2 separate regions of the Mus musculus genome follow, and region 1 is linked to region 2. A link is a contact called in public HiChIP or PLAC-seq data. All regions are on one chromosome and are shown on one strand. Each heading gives the region's core, a stretch centred on a gene start, on an enhancer-like site or on the middle of the called end of the contact. The rest is flanking DNA. Distances are from core to core; before and after follow the strand shown.

What was found. HiChIP or PLAC-seq counts read pairs in DNA pulled down with a chosen protein or histone mark.
Region 1: a contact with region 2 is called in an H3K4me3 HiChIP or PLAC-seq map of pro-B cells, with 2.3 times the contacts expected there. The contact joins the enhancer-like site here to the promoter of Dock10 in region 2. A contact is called at or near these places in 1 of 39 promoter capture datasets (the C10 cell line), 1 of 484 Hi-C or Micro-C datasets (pro-B cells), 3 of 115 datasets of contacts at active chromatin or transcription factors (neural tube, pro-B cells and thymic regulatory T cells) and 2 of 9 other capture datasets (adipose tissue and liver).

What each region holds. Positions count from the first base shown.
Region 1 is chr1:80,387,393-80,391,163 of GRCm38.p6, forward strand. No RefSeq gene overlaps it. Among named protein-coding and RNA genes, the nearest start is that of Gm38673, 39 kb to the right of the region's middle. Within about 2 kb of position 2,484, at least 56 of the 459 cell types and tissues checked have an H3K27ac peak or open chromatin away from gene starts, as enhancers often do. A contact at or near this core is called in pro-B cells, where this site is marked.
Region 2 is chr1:80,756,516-80,760,246 of GRCm38.p6, forward strand. It overlaps Dock10 (dedicator of cytokinesis 10), which reads right to left and starts at 2,038. Exons shown (of 56, transcript NM_175291.4): 1 at 1,811-2,038. The coding sequence starts at 1,933.

The DNA.
Region 1 (3,771 bases), core at 1,234-3,733, 370 kb before region 2:
GTATGAAGTATCCTTCCTTATCTTTTTTTATAACGTTTGGTTGACAGTTGATTTTATTCAGTATTAGTATGGCTACTCCAGCTTGTTTCTTGGGACCATTTGCTTGGAAAATTGTTTTCCAGCCTTTTACTGTGAGGTAGTGTCTGTCTTTGTCACTGAGGTGTGTTTCTTGTATGCTGCAAATTGCTGGGTCCTGTTTATGTATCCAGTCTGTTATTCTATGCCTTTTTTCGGGAATTACATCCATTGATGTTAAGAGATATTAAGGAAAAGTGATAGTTATTTTTGTTGTTAGAGGTGGAATTATGTTTGTGTGGCTATCTTCTTTTGGGTTTGTTGAAAGAAGGTTACTTTCTTGCTTTTTCTAGGGTCTAATTTCCCTCCTTGTGTTGGTGTTTTCCATCTATTATCCTTTGTAGGACTGGATTTATGGAAAGATATTGTGTAAATTTGGTTTTGTTATGTAATATCTTGGTTTCTCCCTCTATGGTAATTGAGAGTTTTGATGTCTATAGTAGTCTGGGCTGGCATTTGGGTTCTCTTAGGGTCTGTATAACATCTGCCCAGGATCTTCTGTCTTTCATAGTCTCAGCTGGGCGTGGTGGCTCACGCCTTTAATCCCAGCACTTGGGAGGCAGAGGCAGGCAGATTTCTGAGTTCAAGGCCAGCCTGGTCTACAGAGTGAGTTCCAGGACAGCCAGGACTATACAGAGAAACCCTGTCTCAAAAAAACAAACAAAAAAAAAAACCCAAAACAAACAAGCAAACAAACAAAAAACAAAAAAACCAAACAAACTGTATTAGTCAGGGTTCTCTAGAGTCACAGAACTTATGGATAGTCTCTAGATAGTAAAGGAATTTATTGATGACTTACAGTCGGCAGCCCAATTCCCAACAATTGTTCAGTCACAGCTGTGAATGGAAGTCCAAGGATCTAGCAGTTACTCAGTCTCACACAGCAAGCAGGCAAAGGAGCAAGAGTTAGACTCCCTTCTTCCAATGTCCTTATATTGTCTCCAGCAGAAGGTGTAGCCCAGATTAAAGGTGTGTTCCACCACACCTTTAATCCCAGATGAAAGGAGTAGCCCAGATTAAAGGTGTGTTTCTTAAACTCGGAGATTCAATCTACTGGAATCCATAGCCACTAAGGCTCAAGATCTCCAAACCAAGATCCAGATAAGGATCTCCAAGCCTCCAGATAAGGGTCACTGGTGAGCCTTCCAATTCTGGATTGTAGTTCATTCCAAATATAGTCAAGTTGACAACCAGGAATAGCCACTACACAAACCAAAAACCAAGCAAAAAAGCAAAAACAAAAGAGAAATCTGAGTAATTCTGATAGGTCTGCTTTTATATTTTACTTGACCTTTTTCCCTTACTACTTTTAATATTTTTCTTTGTTTAGTGAACTTGGTGTTTTGATTATTATGTGACTGGAGAAATTTCTTTTCTGGTCCAGTCTATTTGTAGTTCTGTAGGCTTGTATGTTCATGGGCATCTCTTTCTTTACGTTAGGGAAGTTTCCTTCTATAATTTTTTTTTGTTGTTGTTTTTGTTTTTGTTTTTTGAGACAGGGTTTCTCTGTGTAGCCCTGGCTGTCCTGGAACTCACTCTGTAGACCAGGCTGGCCTTGAACTCAGAAATCTGCCTGCCTCTGCCTCCCAAGTGCTGGGTTTAAAGGCATGTGCCACCACCCCGGCTTCTTTTTTGTTTCTATTTCCATTTTTAGATCCTGGATGATTTTGTTCCTTTCCTTTGCCTGTTTGATTGTGTTCTCCTGAAATTCTTTAAGGGATTTTTGTGTTTCCTCTTTAAGGGCTTCTACCTGTTTATGTGTGTTCTCCTGTATTCTTTAAGGGAGTAATTTATGTCCTTCTTAAAATCTTCTATCACCATCATGAGAAGTGATTTTAGATCCGAATCTTGCTTTTCTGGTATGAAGGTATATCCAGGACTTGCTATGGTGGGAGAATTGGGTTCTGATGATGCCAAGTAACCTTGGTTTCTGTTGCTTATGTTTTTACGCTTGCCTCCCACTATCTGGTTATCTCTCATGCTACCTGCCTGTGCTATATCTGACTGGAGCCTGTCCTTCCTGTGGTCCTGGTTGAGTCAGAACTCCTCAGAGTCAAGCTGTCACTGTGATCCTGTAGTCCTGGGTGTGTTAGAGCGCCTGGGAGTGGAGCTTCCTCTGGGTGTTGTGGGACTGGCTTTAGAGTTTGCACCCAAAGTCTGCTTAAGGCATCAGCCCAGACAGGAAGGCCTGGTCAGGCAGAGTTCCTGGGTGCCCCGGTCCTGCTGGTCCCAGTTACTTCCGGTGTTGGGGCAGATGTTGTATCCTCCTCACTTCTGATCCTATCACTGTTTCTATTTAATACGCAGGAAATAGAGGTTCTTAGAACAAATTGTCTAAAACGTGCTGGAATCAGCACTTCAATCTAGTTCTATTTTTAACCATGGTTTAAAGAATGTCAGAAGAGGGGTGGGGAAGTTGGTTCAGTGAGTAACGCGCTTGCTGAGCAAGCAAGCATGAGGATCTTAGTTCAGATCCCTTGCATGTATAAAAAAATCTGACATGGATGGAAAAGTCTGCAACGTGTGTGCTTGTGTGTAGTAGAAACAGGGACTTGTAGGCCACAGAGTTTAAGCAATGTGATGAGCCCCAGGTACAGTGAGAGACACTCTCAAAGGTAGGTTGGGCAACAATAGAACACCTGATGTCAATCTTAGTCAGGTCTCTGCCTGTGAATACTTGTGCAGATGCTCTCAAAAACATATGTGTACACGGGCCTGTTTGTCCACACACTCCAGAATGTCAAAAGAAGCAGAGATGTCCCCAGGGATGGCTGACATTTGTTTCATATTTTTAGGTTTTAGATGTCAGTGTTTTTACTCATGCTTGTCAGAAAAACAATGCCGAGCCCAATTCACAGCATCGGGAGGAAAATGTTGCCATAACAAGCGGTCAAAATTTCCTAAAACAGAGTTGAAAAAGAATTCTACTGGACTGTTGCATAGGAACAGGGATTCATGCCTCTCTTGGTTGGTGATTTTACTTTCAAGGAAAATGCAAGGACAGATTGTAGCTGTTCACGGTTTCAAAGCTTCACAGAAAGAAATGGCTTCAGATTATATTGTCTCCTAATTAGCATGCATCTTGGAGACACGTCTAGGGCTAGATTTAAGTCTTCACATGGTCTATTAATATTTCAGTTTTGGCATGAGACACATGAAATAGTATTATTCACGCCATCTTTGCCAAAAGCATTCTGAGTCAAATCTAGACTAAATACAGACTCTCTCTCTATCATTTGAATCATCATATTTCAACATTTGGTAGATTTTAGAAATGATTTAATTCAAATCCTTTCACCATGCACGAATTCCGGATCATGAACATTCCCTTGTCACTTGTTCTCTGAAGCCAAAAGTGTTGTCATTTATAACAAAGGACAGAAGCTCAGAAGCAAATGAAGAAGTTGTGTTTCACTTTCCCCTATGAGAAATGGCTTCCCGACATGTCCTCTGTCCTGCCCTATGCCTTCTATCTTACAGAGCCATTTCTTCCCATCTCATGTGTGTCACGACTCCGTTTCTCACACTGTATGGAGACATTGACTTTCATTATCATATAACTATTGAGATTCATGTAATTTTGTTTGTCTCTAGCATTCAGTAAACTTCTTAGTAGAGTTGATTTTAATCACTTGTGTGTGTGTGTCTCTGTGTGTACTATTGTATGTGTGCATATGTAAATGTAGATGCATTTGC
Region 2 (3,731 bases), core at 788-3,287:
GATGCTAAACCTTGTTATGTTTTTACAAAGAGTCCCTAAAATGAATTAATGGCAAAGCAATTTTAACATAAAGCAAATGACAGAATAACAAAAGCACAAACCTAAGGAATCCCCTAAGACAGTGTTCTCAACCTTCCTCATCTTGAGACCCTTTGATACAGTTCCTCAAGTTGTGGTGACTCCTCCACCCCCAACCAGAAAGTTACTTTTGTTACTACTTCATATCTGGAATTTTGCTACTTTTATGAATTGTCAGGTAACTGTGTTTCCCAAAGGTCTCAGGCAACCCCTGTGGAAGGGGGGTCCTTTGAACCCCAAAGGGTCAAGACTCAGAGGTTGAGAACCACTGCTTTACAAGGTAAAATTACTGTCTTATGTGTGTCTGATTCTGTAATAGCTCCACCCGCTTTTCAGAATGGCCCGTTTTTGACAGTTTGTCTGTTCTTCCTTAAAAATATGCATACAGATATCAAAACCACAGGCTGGCACTGTCAAGGGATTAGGTAACAGTTGAATTGTCTCTGGCAGCTGCATATTGCAGCCAGTGGTGAGGGAAAGGGAAGGAAAGGGCAGCCTGGCTACCAGTTCTTTTCACACTCCAGGCTTCCCCATCCCCCACCCCCACCCCCCACCCTCTGTGCATTTGCTGCTCTGGTCCCTCTGCCAGGCAATTTGCTTCCGCTCTGTTCAGCTTCCCGACCTCTGGCTTTAAGAGAGGCTTCTGGCTGTGGGAACTGGCTCTGACCAGATCTGGCTCCCTCCTCTTCGGTGACTGGCAAAGGCAACACTTTGACACTCTTAAATAGGGTTGTTTAATTCCTAATGGTATTTACTGGCAAAAAAAAGGAAAATGAAACCCACAACGAGGATTCTGGTCCAACAAAGTCAGGCCAAGAGCTCCGTGGCTGAGCCCCACTCTTGCTGGAAGGCTACTCCCTACGGGCTACCCATTTCTACCACAGTTGATGTGCGCTCCCTGCTTGCTGCTTTCATCCCTTAGTGTGACACCTACTGGAATTTATGAATATCTCGTGATGCACGGGTATGATTTGGGCACCTGATGCTGGCTTTTGCCTCAGGGACTTCCCGCGGAAATCACCCAATACTTAGAAGGCATTTCGACAAGGAAGTAACCAGGGGAAACCTTCTGGAAGGAGATTCCCGTGAAATCGCTTCAAAACACACCAGAAGCCACTGGCTACTTAATAACCCACGTCCCCTTCATCCCAGTTTCCCCCAGCTCTTTCTGCAACAGTATAAAGTGGCTGGTTGGGTTCCAGCCTGTGGGGGGAGGGAGATCTGTGCAAATTGCAGATTTTCCTCACTAGATAGAAGGTGGGGGTTTCAGCTTTGGTCTGGCTGAAGAGCTAGCTCACTACATCTTTTCTAGGTTCCACGGGGAGGAGAGGGGCGCGCAGACTTGTGGATCTACAGGTTCCATCCATTTAGCTCCCCCCACCCCTTTATCCCGCCCCCACCCGCCGCCCCAGGTCCCTGTCACCCTGTCACCTTGAGCCAGACTGGATGCATTCCCGCCTCCTCCACCCCCCTTAAAACGTAGGCACACGCTCTCCCACGCAGCTGCTCATCTAAGCGTCCCGCGTTCCTAAAGTCCCCCAATGCGCCTCTGGTCCTTAATTCTTTGGTGACACTGCTTGGAGGAGGTGACTCCGGGGTCGCTCTGTGGGGGAGCGAATTCGGGGTGGAGGACAAGCTAGCTCCCGTGCAGGGGCTCACAGGGCTGGCGACAAGGCCTGTCTGGGGTCCCTGGGCAAGCCCCGCCGTGGCGCGAGGGACGCAGGGCACTCACCCGCTGCTGCTGACGGCTGCTGACGGCCACCGCGGCGGCAGACGCGGCGCTGTGCCGGAGCTCGGCCGCCTGTCCCGGTCTCAGCAGGCTCCGGGTGAACCTGCGGGTCCGCTCCCCGGCCATCGCGGGCCGTGCCGCTCGCGCCTCGGCCCCGGAGCGAGTGTGTCCCGCCGGTCCCCTGGCCGCGCCAGCCTGTTCTACCCACCCGCCGTTCAGGAAGCGGAACTCAGAGCCTTTCCCCCCCTCTTCCCCGCTCAACTCACAAGAGGCGGGTTTTTCTCGCGCGCACCCCCACTCTGCCCACCCCCTTCGCTCCCGCTCAAGCTCCGCGGCGACTTTGCAAACTCTGCGCCTCTCGGGCGGCGCGGCCAACTCTGCCTGGCTAGGGCGCATCTGCAGCGGGACGCGCGTGGGGGTGGCTCCACCCGCGCCGCCCACCCGCGACTCGGTACTGATGCCGGGCTGCCTCTGCTGGGACCTGCTTACCGCCCTATTCTCAATCCGATGCTCATAGAGGGTTGGGGATTTGGCGTTTTTTTGAGGATCAGACCTACATTCTGAGGTTAGGAAGTGGAGAAGGGTTGATCTTAGGTATCCTGTGCACCCTTGGAGGTGGGTCAGAGGTTTTATTAAGTAAGGATCCCTCTGGTGGCTGGGCCCCTTACTTTGAAGTCTCTAGGGGACCCAGATTCCTTACTTGGTCTTGGGATAGTCGGTGTGAATTCACACCTTCCGCCAATTTTTCCTCAACTGCGTCCCTACTCTATACCAGCTACACTGCTCTTGTAAATAAGACCATATAGGATGGTTTACCAAATGCCTCCTTAACTTTGCATACTAATTTGAATTAAAATCTAGTGTCTATCTGGGTAATGTAAGGGATTTCAGGGTGGAAATTAGGATGAATAAGAACTGCTGTTGGGTTACAGGGTAGGGTGAGTAGGACAGGGTGGGTGGTTCTTAGTCTATTTTTCTGCTTTCTTATCAAATCCCCCCCCACCCTTGCCTCGAGCTATCTGATTAAAGTATTCTAAAATTCTTATCTGGAGTCACATGCAGGGTGGTTCTCTGCCCAGTGTGGGTGGGTGAAAGACCAAGGCTCCTGGGAGAGCTGTGTGGACATTCTGGATTTCTTAAGGGCCTTTTTGTGGATCTGTGGCCTCTGGATTTTCTAAAGTTAAAAACATTTTTTTTAGCTTGTGGTGTGCCTGGTGTTTCTCACATAGTAGGCTAACAGGCTCTCTTTGAGGAAAATCTGGGTTACACACAGTGTGACTCTGTCTTAACTTTTTGACAAACTGTAACCATTTCCCCCCCTGTTTTAGAATACTGTCTGGTGTATAGTATAACTGAATAACTCATGATTATGCACGACTCTCAAAGGCTCAGGAAGTCTGAGGCAGTCAAAGACTTGAGTGCTGAGGCAGGAGGATGGCAAGAAAAGAAAAATGGTCTAGAAGCAAAGACTGTAGTAACAGAACATGAGTCATAGTGTGTCTTGGGTACAACAGTTCAGGTTTGAATTTATTTTGCTGTGTTGAAATACTCTGGCTAAAATCAACTTGAGGAAGAGAGGATGCATTGTGCTTAGATCTGGGTGCTTTCAGTTCCGTTCATCTTATCTTACTCAGTCAAGGTCCTGATGCTCAGGGGTAGTGATGCCCACAGTGGGCTGAGCCTTCCTATATCAATCATCAATCAAGACAATCTCTCACAGATATGGCCACAGGCCAACTTGATAGTGGCGGTTCTCCAACCGAGGGTCATTCCTCCTTCCCAGGAGACTCTCGGTTGTGTCAAGTTGAACATGAGCAGAGCAATACACTGAATAGCACATGCAACCATGTCTTCAACTGCATCATGTATCAGGAAATCACTTTTAGTTTTATTCTTGACACCAGTTTTACCCTCTCCAGCTCTG